2 separate regions of the Hordeum vulgare genome follow, and region 1 is linked to region 2. The links are chromatin contacts, called in public Hi-C maps. All regions are on one chromosome and are shown on one strand. The core of a region is the stretch at or near the end of the contact, and the rest is flanking DNA. Distances in the headings are between cores, read along the strand shown.

Evidence for each region. A called contact is a pair of places that touch in the nucleus more often than the background predicts.
Region 1: a Hi-C map of seedling shows a contact between it and region 2, with 2.3 times the contacts expected there. The contact joins the promoter of LOC123436525 here to the promoter of LOC123436508 in region 2. A contact is called at or near these places in 4 of 6 Hi-C or Micro-C datasets (leaf and seedling) and 1 of 1 datasets of contacts at active chromatin or transcription factors (embryo).

Annotation. Positions count from the first base shown.
Region 1 is chr1H:357,992,215-357,997,665 of MorexV3_pseudomolecules_assembly, forward strand. It overlaps LOC123436525 (inactive poly [ADP-ribose] polymerase RCD1), which reads left to right and starts at 3,311. Exons shown (of 7, transcript XM_045115636.1): 1 at 3,311-3,558; 2 at 4,511-5,451. The coding sequence starts at 4,688.
Region 2 is chr1H:357,721,509-357,726,645 of MorexV3_pseudomolecules_assembly, forward strand. It overlaps LOC123436508 (pentatricopeptide repeat-containing protein At4g19440, chloroplastic-like), which reads right to left and starts at 3,372. Exons shown (of 3, transcript XM_045115635.1): 1 at 345-3,372. The coding sequence starts at 3,066. The coding sequence ends at 628.

The DNA of each region.
Region 1 (5,451 bases), core at 2,061-4,560, 270 kb after region 2:
ACTCAATCAAAGTAGTAGTGCGTGTTTGTAGAGACACGGGGAGAGAGGTACGAGGGAGAGGGACCCACAAGCACAAAAATAGACACCCCACACACAACGTGCACACACACATGCACACATATGGAAATGAATTAATACTTTATTGTTAATGCACATAGGTGCATGTCGAGAAGCTTGTGGCAGTTTGATAGACAATAACTGTAAAGGCGCAAAAGGACGAACTTATGTGGGTGTGGGTGTGGGGGGGATATGGGGTATTTTTGGTAGGTATGAAGATATGAATGTGTTCCTTTGCCGAAGAATATAACATAGTGGAGACTCAGTATAATAACACAAATATCTTAGTGAGGTTGTCGGGAATCAAGACTTTCATGCGCATGTCTGATTGTATACGTTAGAGGCCATCTATAAATTAGCAACATAGTTGAGTGCACGTAACACGTCTAAGCAAATTGAGCTTGTTTTGCAACCATCTACTTAAGGATTGATCTCATGAAGAAAAGCACTCACATCCATTCATTGTTGACTTTGGAAAATCTGAGAGGTTCATACAGTTACACTTCAAGAGCATTGTCTTTGTACTAAACATAAAGACACTAATATATTTTATATAGTCGTATAGGAGCTTTCAAAGGAATAGAAAGCTAGGGTTTCAACAATAAACCCGATTATGCCACCAATCCTTTTTTGCAAAGATCAAGGATGAGAACAAGTTGGAACGCCCCCTCTCCCCAAGTTAAACACTCAAGGTAAATCATGACTTATTGTAATCAATGCTTTAGGGTTTGACCCTCGTGTTTAAATATTTTCGTATACCTTGAGGCATCATAAATGGGTAGACTACTAAGATAGAAACTAAGAGCGAGCAATGATAATAATAGAACCAATAACTCGCTATAACTCGTTGTCGAGTCATCTATAGCCCACCTTATAGCCAATAGTACAATAGTTCACTATAAACATGTACCGCTTATCCCACCTTACAATCTCATGAGATATCTTGGAGGTCGTGCTACATGTAGCTCTTAATCGACCATCAACTTTTCTTCTCTATCCTTTTTCTCTATAATCTATCTCAACATAGCTATAATATTTAAAATCTAATAGCTTGCTCACATCACCTTATATAGTTGCTCTAAGAAGCACAACCGTTTGATGCTTTGTAATGAACTTCCCCTTCACCCACTCAGTGTTCGCCTATGATTTATCTCAACCGATATTCACATATTAACAAGTTTCCCTTGGTTGCCATTATTGAGCGCCTCGAATATGTAGCCCACAACAACGACACCCATCACATAACAAAGCATTGAATATACCCCCCGGGGTTAATACAAGAAAAACTCAACCTGAATGGCCAGATACGTCGACGCATATGAAAAACAACAATTGAAATGGCCTACGTTTTTTTGTATTTCAGACATGTAAAATTCAAATTTTTGTTCAAAAAGACCATCAGCCGAGTCAAATTACCAAAAAGACCACCTTTAGCTTCAAATGACAGAAAAGACTAGCTATATCGTGACGATAGACGCGTCAACCAACAAGTGGCACCTGCCGCCACAGGCGCATGCGGCAAGACCTACCGCCACATCTCGTGACGGCATGTTAAACAACACAGATTCAAATACTGTCTAAAAGCAAAAAAACAAATGAGCTGGGCCTGCCGCCACATGTTGTGGCGGCACCCTGCGTGCTAGTGCCGTGGCTACACCAATTGTTTTCCTAAAAGGAGTAACGTTGTGGCTGACTAGCTAGCTCTTGCATACTAGTTTGCTTTCTTTTATCAAAGCAAGGCCGCTTTATGTAGAGACATGAAGAGGGAGATTACCTAGTTAGCTACCGATTATTACGTACATGATGTCGTCTTTGCATGCGGCATGAGGGCTCAACATTTCCATTTTTCGTTACTGGAAGCGCTCGAACCTGTGCTATTTAACATGCCGCCATGAGATGTGGCCGCAGGTCTTCCCGCCTGTGCCCGTGGTGGCTGGCGCACCTGCCGCGGCGGTGCAGCTGGTGTTTTCTGTTATTTGATTTTAAAGGTTGTCTTTTCTGTCAATTCGATTATGTATGTAGTCTTTTTGAACAAAAAATCGTAAAGTTCATGTGTTGTATGCTATGATGGTGGGCTCGTCCCCCATTTCTTCTATCATTGTGATACACACACTCGCGCGTATCCTAAAAATAATAATTCAAAAAGAACTACTACAACATAAATTATGACCCACTTCATCATCATACAAAACGAAGAAGAAGCGATACCGATACTTTGAATTTGAAGCAGCTCATGCGCTCGAAGGCAACTACAGCTCAACATAGTCAACTATACTGACTCAGATTAAGGTCTTATTGACCAACTAACCGCGTGAAAAGAAAACTGCAGCTCCGATGAAGAAGACGAGCTATAAAGAAAATGACTCGAACATCTATACGCCACCAAAATTAAGGGTTAGCGTTTTCAAACGAGCTTTCGTTTTCTCTCGTATGGCTGCCCATGACGAGGACAGAAATAGTCTTGAAAGTACGCAGCCTCGACGAGGGCATATACTATACTTAATTCCATGTGGTTTTTATTACTGTATACTCCCTTTGTTTCTAAATATAAGTCTTTTAAGAGGTTTCACTAAAAGGACTACATACGGATGTATATAGACATACTTTAAAGTATAGATTCATTCATTTTGCTCCGCATGTAGCCCCCTAGTGAAATCTCTAAAAAGAGTTATATTTAGGAACGGAGGGAGTACATACGTATGCACATACACATACGTCGGTTGATAGGTTCGTGAAACATGCAGTGCAATTCCGATGTACACACCCAAACCAAAGAAAACCAAACCGGAGGCGAACACGAAGAAGTTCCATCAGGAGCACGTCACCCCGTACTACACACGAACGAACCCCAATAATGCACGCAACCGGACCGGACGTCAAAAAAAAAACACGGGACGGCGAATATCTGGCATCACGGACGGCTGCGGGCGGGGCAGAGAAGGTTGACCGCGGGTGTGAACCGTCCGATTGTCAGATGTCGGCATCACGGCGTCGCCATTTTGCTTACGGCCCAAGAAAAATCGTTCCGGCCACGCAACTTGGCATCCAAGTTTAGCGCGCCCCGCCCCACCGCCAGGCGGGCCCGACCCTCTCCCGGACCCCGCCTGTCGGCCGCGGAGGCGGTGGGTGGAGCGCGATAAGGAGGGGGTCGCGAGTGGGCACGACAAAGGCGTGGACCCGCGTTATTTCTCCGCCCAATAATATTTCCCCCACCGCCGCACGGCTCCTCTACCCCGACCTTCCTCTCGCCTTCGCCCCCCGCCCCCCGCCCCCCGCCGCCGCAGCGATTCTCCGAGCCGAGTCCTTGCTTCTGACCAGCCAACGTCTCGCCGCCGGCCGGGGGAGCGTCTTCGGCGGGGTAGCTCCGGCAATCGTAGCCGGGGGGATAAAGTGGGCTCCGTAGGGGAGTCCTAGGGGGGGTGACAAGGGGGTTAGATCGGGCAAGATGAACCGCTCAATATCCTCCGCCGTGACCCCTGCTGATGCCGCCGCTAACCCTAGGTAAGCATCGGCCGGTGAATCCATCGATTCGGCTCGCCCCTCGTATGGATCTATCACCTACGCGGCCCGCCCGGTTGTTAGGCCGTGATGATTACATGTCTGTATGCTCGATCTGGTGAATTTTCCTTTGCGAGGACTAGGTAGGTCTTTTTTGTTCGGTTTCGATCATCTGTGGCACCGGGAAGCTGCTTGTTGACTGCTAAAGTTGTAGATTTAGGATTCACCAAGTGGGTTCCGTGTGCCCTTGAGTCGCTAAGCATTAAAAATTTGATCTTTGTTGTGAATTTTGCGTTAGCTTATCTCCATCTTGTTTGTGTGGGGAGGAAGTCGGTATTTTCATCACAACTTTGCTAGATTCAACTTGCGACATCATTTGCCTTGTTACTTCGTGTGATTTCCTGATTAGGCTGGCTGTTTCAAGTAATATTTGGCTTACCAAGCATATTTTCGCATGCAGGTGAATACATGATAGTTCTGCGTAATAATCGTAATTCCTGAGCCAAGTTAACGCAATAGGGTTTTCTCAAGCCATATATCATGTGATTTTCTGATTAGGCCTGCTGTTTCAAATATTTGGTTAATGAAGCGTTTTTCGCGCGCAGATGAATATATGTTTGTTTGGGGTGATAATTTTATTTTTTGAGCCCAATTAATGCACTAGATTTTTTTAAAGCCCTGTATCATGTGTTCTCCTGATTAGGCAAGCTGTTTCAAAAATTTGGTTTATGAAGCGTAATTTTCGTGCGCAAATGAATACATGATAGTTCCGGGTGATAATTGTAATTTCTGAGCCCAATTAATGCATAGCCTTCTCAAGCGCTATTTAGCCCGCGACAGAGTACGGAGAACTTTGATTTGCATATATATTCTGTATGCTTGCTTTAAGATATTCTAGTTTTTTTTTTCCTTTTTCTGTTCATCGATTATAAGATCGGCTAATTTCCCTTTTCAGGTTTTCTTCTCCTTTGCCCGTATCTCACCCGACCGTTATTCGTTTTCTCCTCGTCGATATTGAAGTAGTCTATGCTCAGAGGTTCCTCCATTAGCTTAGTGTAAATATTAGACTTGTTGGGGTTTAGTTTGCTAGAAGGAATTAGTCTCTGCTTGGTGTTCATTTCTGCTTGCTACAATGGCTGCGATGAACGAAAAGGTGTTGGCTAAATGTGAACAGAATATAGTTAGCCTCAAGAGGAAGCGGGACAGCCCCGCTGCATATCATGCTGATGCCTGCCACACCTCTCAATCGCATCAGCATCCTACTGGAAACTCTGATATCAGGTTGTATGTTGGTGAAGATCGCAAGGCGAACATCGCGTGCCACCTTAGCAGGCAGATTTTACAGAGCTATCAGAACTACATGACCAGTGCATCACCTAAGCGCATTCTGCTCCGCCAAAGTGGCAACTGGAAAGAATTTCCAGAAAAAATTGTCAAGCTGGCTCAAGTTAATTTCCGTACAAAGAAGAGCATCACAGAAGTAGGATACCAGAACCAGCTATTTTTGCTGGACTTTGTCCACATGACATTCATCGACTCAAAGTCAGGTCTTCAGAGGCCAATCGCCTGGATTGATGACAATGGAAGGCGTTACTTCCCAGAAGTTCTTATTGAAGATCAGATAGCATATAGGAGGAAAGATTTTGGCAATGGAGATCATGTCTATGTTAGAGCTGAGCCTAATGGGACACCTGAAATAAATGACCAGTATGGAGCATCCGAGAGTTCCGCAGAAAGCTCAAACTTTGAGTCCAGTACTGAAGAGGTTTCTAGTGCTAAGAGAGTTAGAGCTGAGAAGAATATCATCAGGAAAATAAATTGTGACAATGGGGAAACTGTGGGAGAGAATGAACCACACACTTCGCTCCCTGCAGTCTTCAGTTGTCAACCACAGCA
Region 2 (5,137 bases), core at 2,122-4,621:
GTACAAGTCAATGCTTATGCATAACGTGTTATTATTTTTCCATTGTCAAGGGAAGGAATAAAATATGTCCTGCTTGAGAACAAGATTATTTGCTTCACATGTTCTATTTTCAGAATACTATTGTGTGCTACACCAATAAAACTGTTACCAAGAGAACAATTAGGTAGAGTGTTTTCAGCTACACATTACCATGAATAACCAATCATGAGGCAGTGCACAGCACAAAATTTGTTATAAATCATGTACACAGTACTATCTATCACTGTCGATTTATAGAAGGAACTCTATGTAACTATGACAGGCAAATAAAAAACTAACTAATTGGGTAAAAGTGTATATTTTACCAATTATGAACCTTCAAGGCAATCTGGTGCTTCTGTTGGGTACCCCCACATGCCACAAGGTGAGCAAGTATACATTACCGTTGGATAGCTTTAAGCGTAACCTGCTGCCATTGGGTAGCTGTCCAAGGTAAGAGATGAATGGACTCGGTTGATGTTCCTGCTAGATGAGAAAGCTATCTAGCCAATAGCAAGGTGAGGGCCTCTGTGATCTCTCTAGTTCCCTTTCATGCTTGGATGGGTCTGTTCAGAAAAACAGTCTTCCTTTTGGTTCCTTAATCACACATCATTCACTGGAAGTAGCTTCTTTCTGGCACGAAGGAGTGGTTATTCTATTAACTAATTCATTGTACAAACAATCATTCTGTGTCAAAACATTTGATATTTCAGCAGGCAGTTCTGTAGCCTTGTCCAATGGATCCACTTGAGAGAACCCAGTAACTAGTGTATTGTAAGAAACGCTATCAGGAGCAATTCCTGAGCTCAACATCTCATCAAAAAGCTTGGAGGCTTCTTCGTTATTACCAGATTTACAATAGGCATACATCAGAGTGGTATAAGTAAGCTTGTTTGGAGGTATACCCCTGGACCGCATTTGCTCAAAATAATTCAGAGCTTCATCCATTTTTCCTATTCTGCAAAAACCATGTATCATAATTGTGTAGCCAATTACTCCCACCTCAATGCTGTTTTCTCTGCTTTGCTCAAACATGGTCTTCGCCTCGTCAACAAGATAAGCATGGCACATCCAGTGCATAAGACTACAGTAAGTTACCTTAGTTGGTCTTATGCCAGTAGACTTCATAGTGTTAAGGACATCCATTGCACCAGAAATGTTACCAACTCTACCATAACCACCAATAAGTGCATTGTAGATTACTACATTTGGTTCTAATCCACGGGTCATCAATTCAGTCAAATATTCATTTGCTTTATGAATATCCTTTATTCTACAATATCCATCTATTATAGTGCCATATGACACTATATCTGGCCGAAGTCCCTCAATTTTCATCTGATCCAGCAGGTGAATGGCCTCTTCCATTTTACCCAAAATGCAATACGCATGTAGTATAGTATTAAACGTGAAAATATTAGGCTTAAACCCTCTTCTGATCATGTCATCACGGAGTTTAATTGCTTCCTCTATTTTATTGTCTTTGCAGCAACCTTGAATCATTATGTTATAAGTGATGCTATCCAGTTCAAGCCCCTTATTAACCATGGTCCTTAGAACCTCAGTAGCTCCTTCCATGTTCTCCCCCTCACAAAGCCCATGAATCAATGCATTGGAAGTTGCAATATTGACAGATAAACCTTTCTCCAACATCTTAAACCAAATTCCAACTGCTTCTTGGTGTTTTCCGCCCTGGCAAAGCTGCTTCGCACAAGCTGTCATGAGAGAATCATTTGGTCGCATACCCCTTATAATCATTTCATTTAGAAGCCTTACCACAGACTTCAATCTTCCAGTCCTTTGGAGAAGCCCTGCAACCACCGAATTGAACAAACCAAAATGAACTGCCATCCCAGTCAATAACATCTCCTCCAATATCTGCTCAGCACGCTCCATCTCCCCTTCCTTGCATAGAGCTCTAGCAATCAAGTTGTAAGTCACTGCTGTTGACTTCATCTTCTTTGAGAGCATTTCATCAAACAACCTGATTGCTTCTGAGAAATGCCCCTTCCTACAATGGCAACCAATAAGCTCATTGTAAATAATCTCATTTGGGACGATTCCTAACCGAGCCATTTCCTGCAACACTGCACCAACCTCCCCAAAACGCTGACTTCTTGCAAGACCATTGATCAGAATGCCAAAGGTGACCACGCTCGGGGTCACCTTGCTCTCCTCCATCCTCTCCTTCAACCGAAAAGCCTCGTCTACTCTTGCACTCTTGCAAAGTCCATCCATCAGCAAATTGTATGGCACTACACCAGCACATTGCTGGAGCCCAGCATGGACTAGCTCTGCAAGTATCTTCAAACCGTCTTCCACCTTTCCAGCCCTGCAGAGGACCTTGATCATAGAGGTATATGAGTATGCATTCGGAGTGACGTTCTGGCGATCACGCATTTCAGCAAACACCTTGCGAGCGGCGTCAAGCTGGCCAGCGCGTGCAAGAGCTTCAAGGAGTATATTGCAGGTCTTAACGGAGGGGGAAGCGCCCCGGGAGGAGAGCACATGGAAGGCGTCCGTGGCACCCCTGAGGGAGTCGCGTGCGGAGGAGGCGAGGAAGGTGCTGACGAGTAAATCCGATGAGGGAGTGGAGGAGGCGTCGGCCACAGCCGCTGCGGCAGTGTGGAGGGGGTGGAGATGTAGGAGGCGTTTCATTAGGCGGCGAGCGGAGGGCATCGTGGAGCGATCGGCCACGAGGGAGGGGAGGAGGAGCGCGGAGACGCGGGGGGTCAGGAGGTCGTGGGCATGGGCGTGGCTGGAGGAGGAGGGAGCGTTGGAAACAAGGTGGTGAAGGAGCCGGAGGGCGGACGCCGCAGGGAGAGGGGAGGGAAGGGATGAGAGGGCGGATGCCAGACCGCGGTCGCCCAGGCGGCGGAGTAGACAATCCAGGTCGCGCGCCGCGTCAGGTGAAGGGGCGCTGGCGAGCGTCCCCAGAACCTCGGCTGCGGCCACGGCGTCAGCAGAGGACGAGGAGAGCTGGCGGTGGCGGTGGCGGTGGCGGCGGCGGATGGCGAGGAGGAGAGAGGGACAGGGTGGTGGTTTCATGGCGGATGGATGTACGACGTGGAACGGTTGAGGAGGGTGGTTAGAAGCTTGAATGGAAGGTATGGATTGGGTCCGGGGACAGGGGACTGATGTGGACGACCCTCCACCAAGATTGGATCAAAGGGTCGGAGGAGCGAAAGTCTGTGGCAGATCAGCAAGGGAAGCAGCCAAGAAGGAGATGGAAGGGGAGTGCTCGCTGCTGCTGCTGCTGCTGCATGGGGCTCGCCGGATGGGCAGGGGCGCAGGTCGAACGACACACCGGACGTGGGGCACGGCGGCCGGGCGGCGGGCGGCGGGATTGATAGGGTTGTCCGATGGCCACGGGATCTCTGTTCGTCCCCTCGTCCGCTATTTATTATTGGGCTGACTGGCCGAGGCCCAGCAGTAGTGGTAGAGAGAGTGGGCTGAGCCCTAGGCCTACTTCTTTTTCTAGCCTCGGGGGGATTTCCTCACGCCCCAGGCCATGGGCTGCCTCGGGCCCAGCTCCATCGAATGACAACACTAGAAAAATGTACCAATTCTCAAAAAATATATAGAAAAATGTAGTAATCGACTCCCTTAGAGGTCTATTTAGAATGTTCTTTTATACGGTGTGCTTTTTGCTTATCTGTCAAAATGGTTGTCCTCATTGGTGTTGTTCAGTGTGGTTCACATATATTGTATTTTTCAACTCCGTATAATGATGAATATGTGGTTTCTAAAGACACTAAAATGTAACTCCCTCTATGCGCACTTTTCCAAATGTATCCGACAAAGGCTCCAGGCCCCGATAGATACTCGATACACTTTTTCCAAAGGCATAGGGATCTATGTGGATCCGAGGTGACCGACATGATATTATGCATCCTTTGTGGAGAGGAGAGCCCAGAGGTAATAAATGAAAACATTCTCATTCTTATACCCAAGGTTAAGGACCCCACTCAGCTAACCCAATTCAGACCTATAAGTTTGTGTAACGTGCTATATAAGATAGCTTCGAATGTCATATCCAACAAGTTAAAACAGATATTGCTAGCGATCATATCCGAAGAACAATCTGCTTTTGTCCCTAGGAGATTGATCGCTGATAATATTATCATAGCTTATGAGTGTTTGCACTTCATGAAAAGGAATAAAGCATAATGGGACAAATTTTGTGCAGTTAACTGGGTATGATGAAAGCTTATGATAGGGTCGACTGGGAGTACTTGGAGGCCATTATGCTTAAATTGGGATTTGCACCTGTTTGGGTCTCTTTAATCATGAGAAGCTATTTCACCTTTGAGGAGAATCCGTTAGGGGGGGCAATTTCTCCATACCCGTTTTTGCTTGTAGCGGAGGGCCTTTCATGCCTTTTTAAAACAAAAGATGAATCATCGCACCTCAATGGTATTCAAATAGCTCCAACGGCATGGCTCGCAAGCCACTTGCTATTTTGCGGATGATATCATGTTGTATGTTAAAGCCAATGTTGATGGAACAAATGAGTTGTCCTCCTTGTTGTATTGCTATTTGTAATGCGTTAGGTTAGAGAATTAATTTATCAAATTCATTAGTTTTCTTTAGCAAGGGTTGGCCCAGCCCTCTCAGATCTAATGTGATGAATGCTTTGCATGTTACAAATGAGTCAGTGTCAGAAAAATACTCGGGAATGATGTAAGTGCATCTAGTGTCCCTTAGTGATTTTGGTGGTTTGAAGACTTATACGTTAAGAGTCTGATAAGTTTGTAAGTGTACGCAGGCTCTATAAGTCGCTGAGGAGTTTGAGTTATTCGATGAATATCGACCCCTAAAAATGTATGTCTTCGGGTGAAGACTTTGGTCATTCCTTGAAGATTTTGATCGCGAAGAAATTGCTAAGAAAATGATATTCCTCATGAAGACATTGAAGATGAGGAATTCGATGTGTCCCGAAGAAAATACTATGAAGACTTTCAAGCTTGAAGATTTACTCTTTCTTTTTCATTTTCTTTACTCTTGAGTCATAGGAACACCGTACTCTTAAAGGGGTCGAGGTAAAACTATGGAAAGAATTTCCTCACGATGCTCAACCCAAACCTACACCTACCATATCCTCAAAGTGAGTAACATG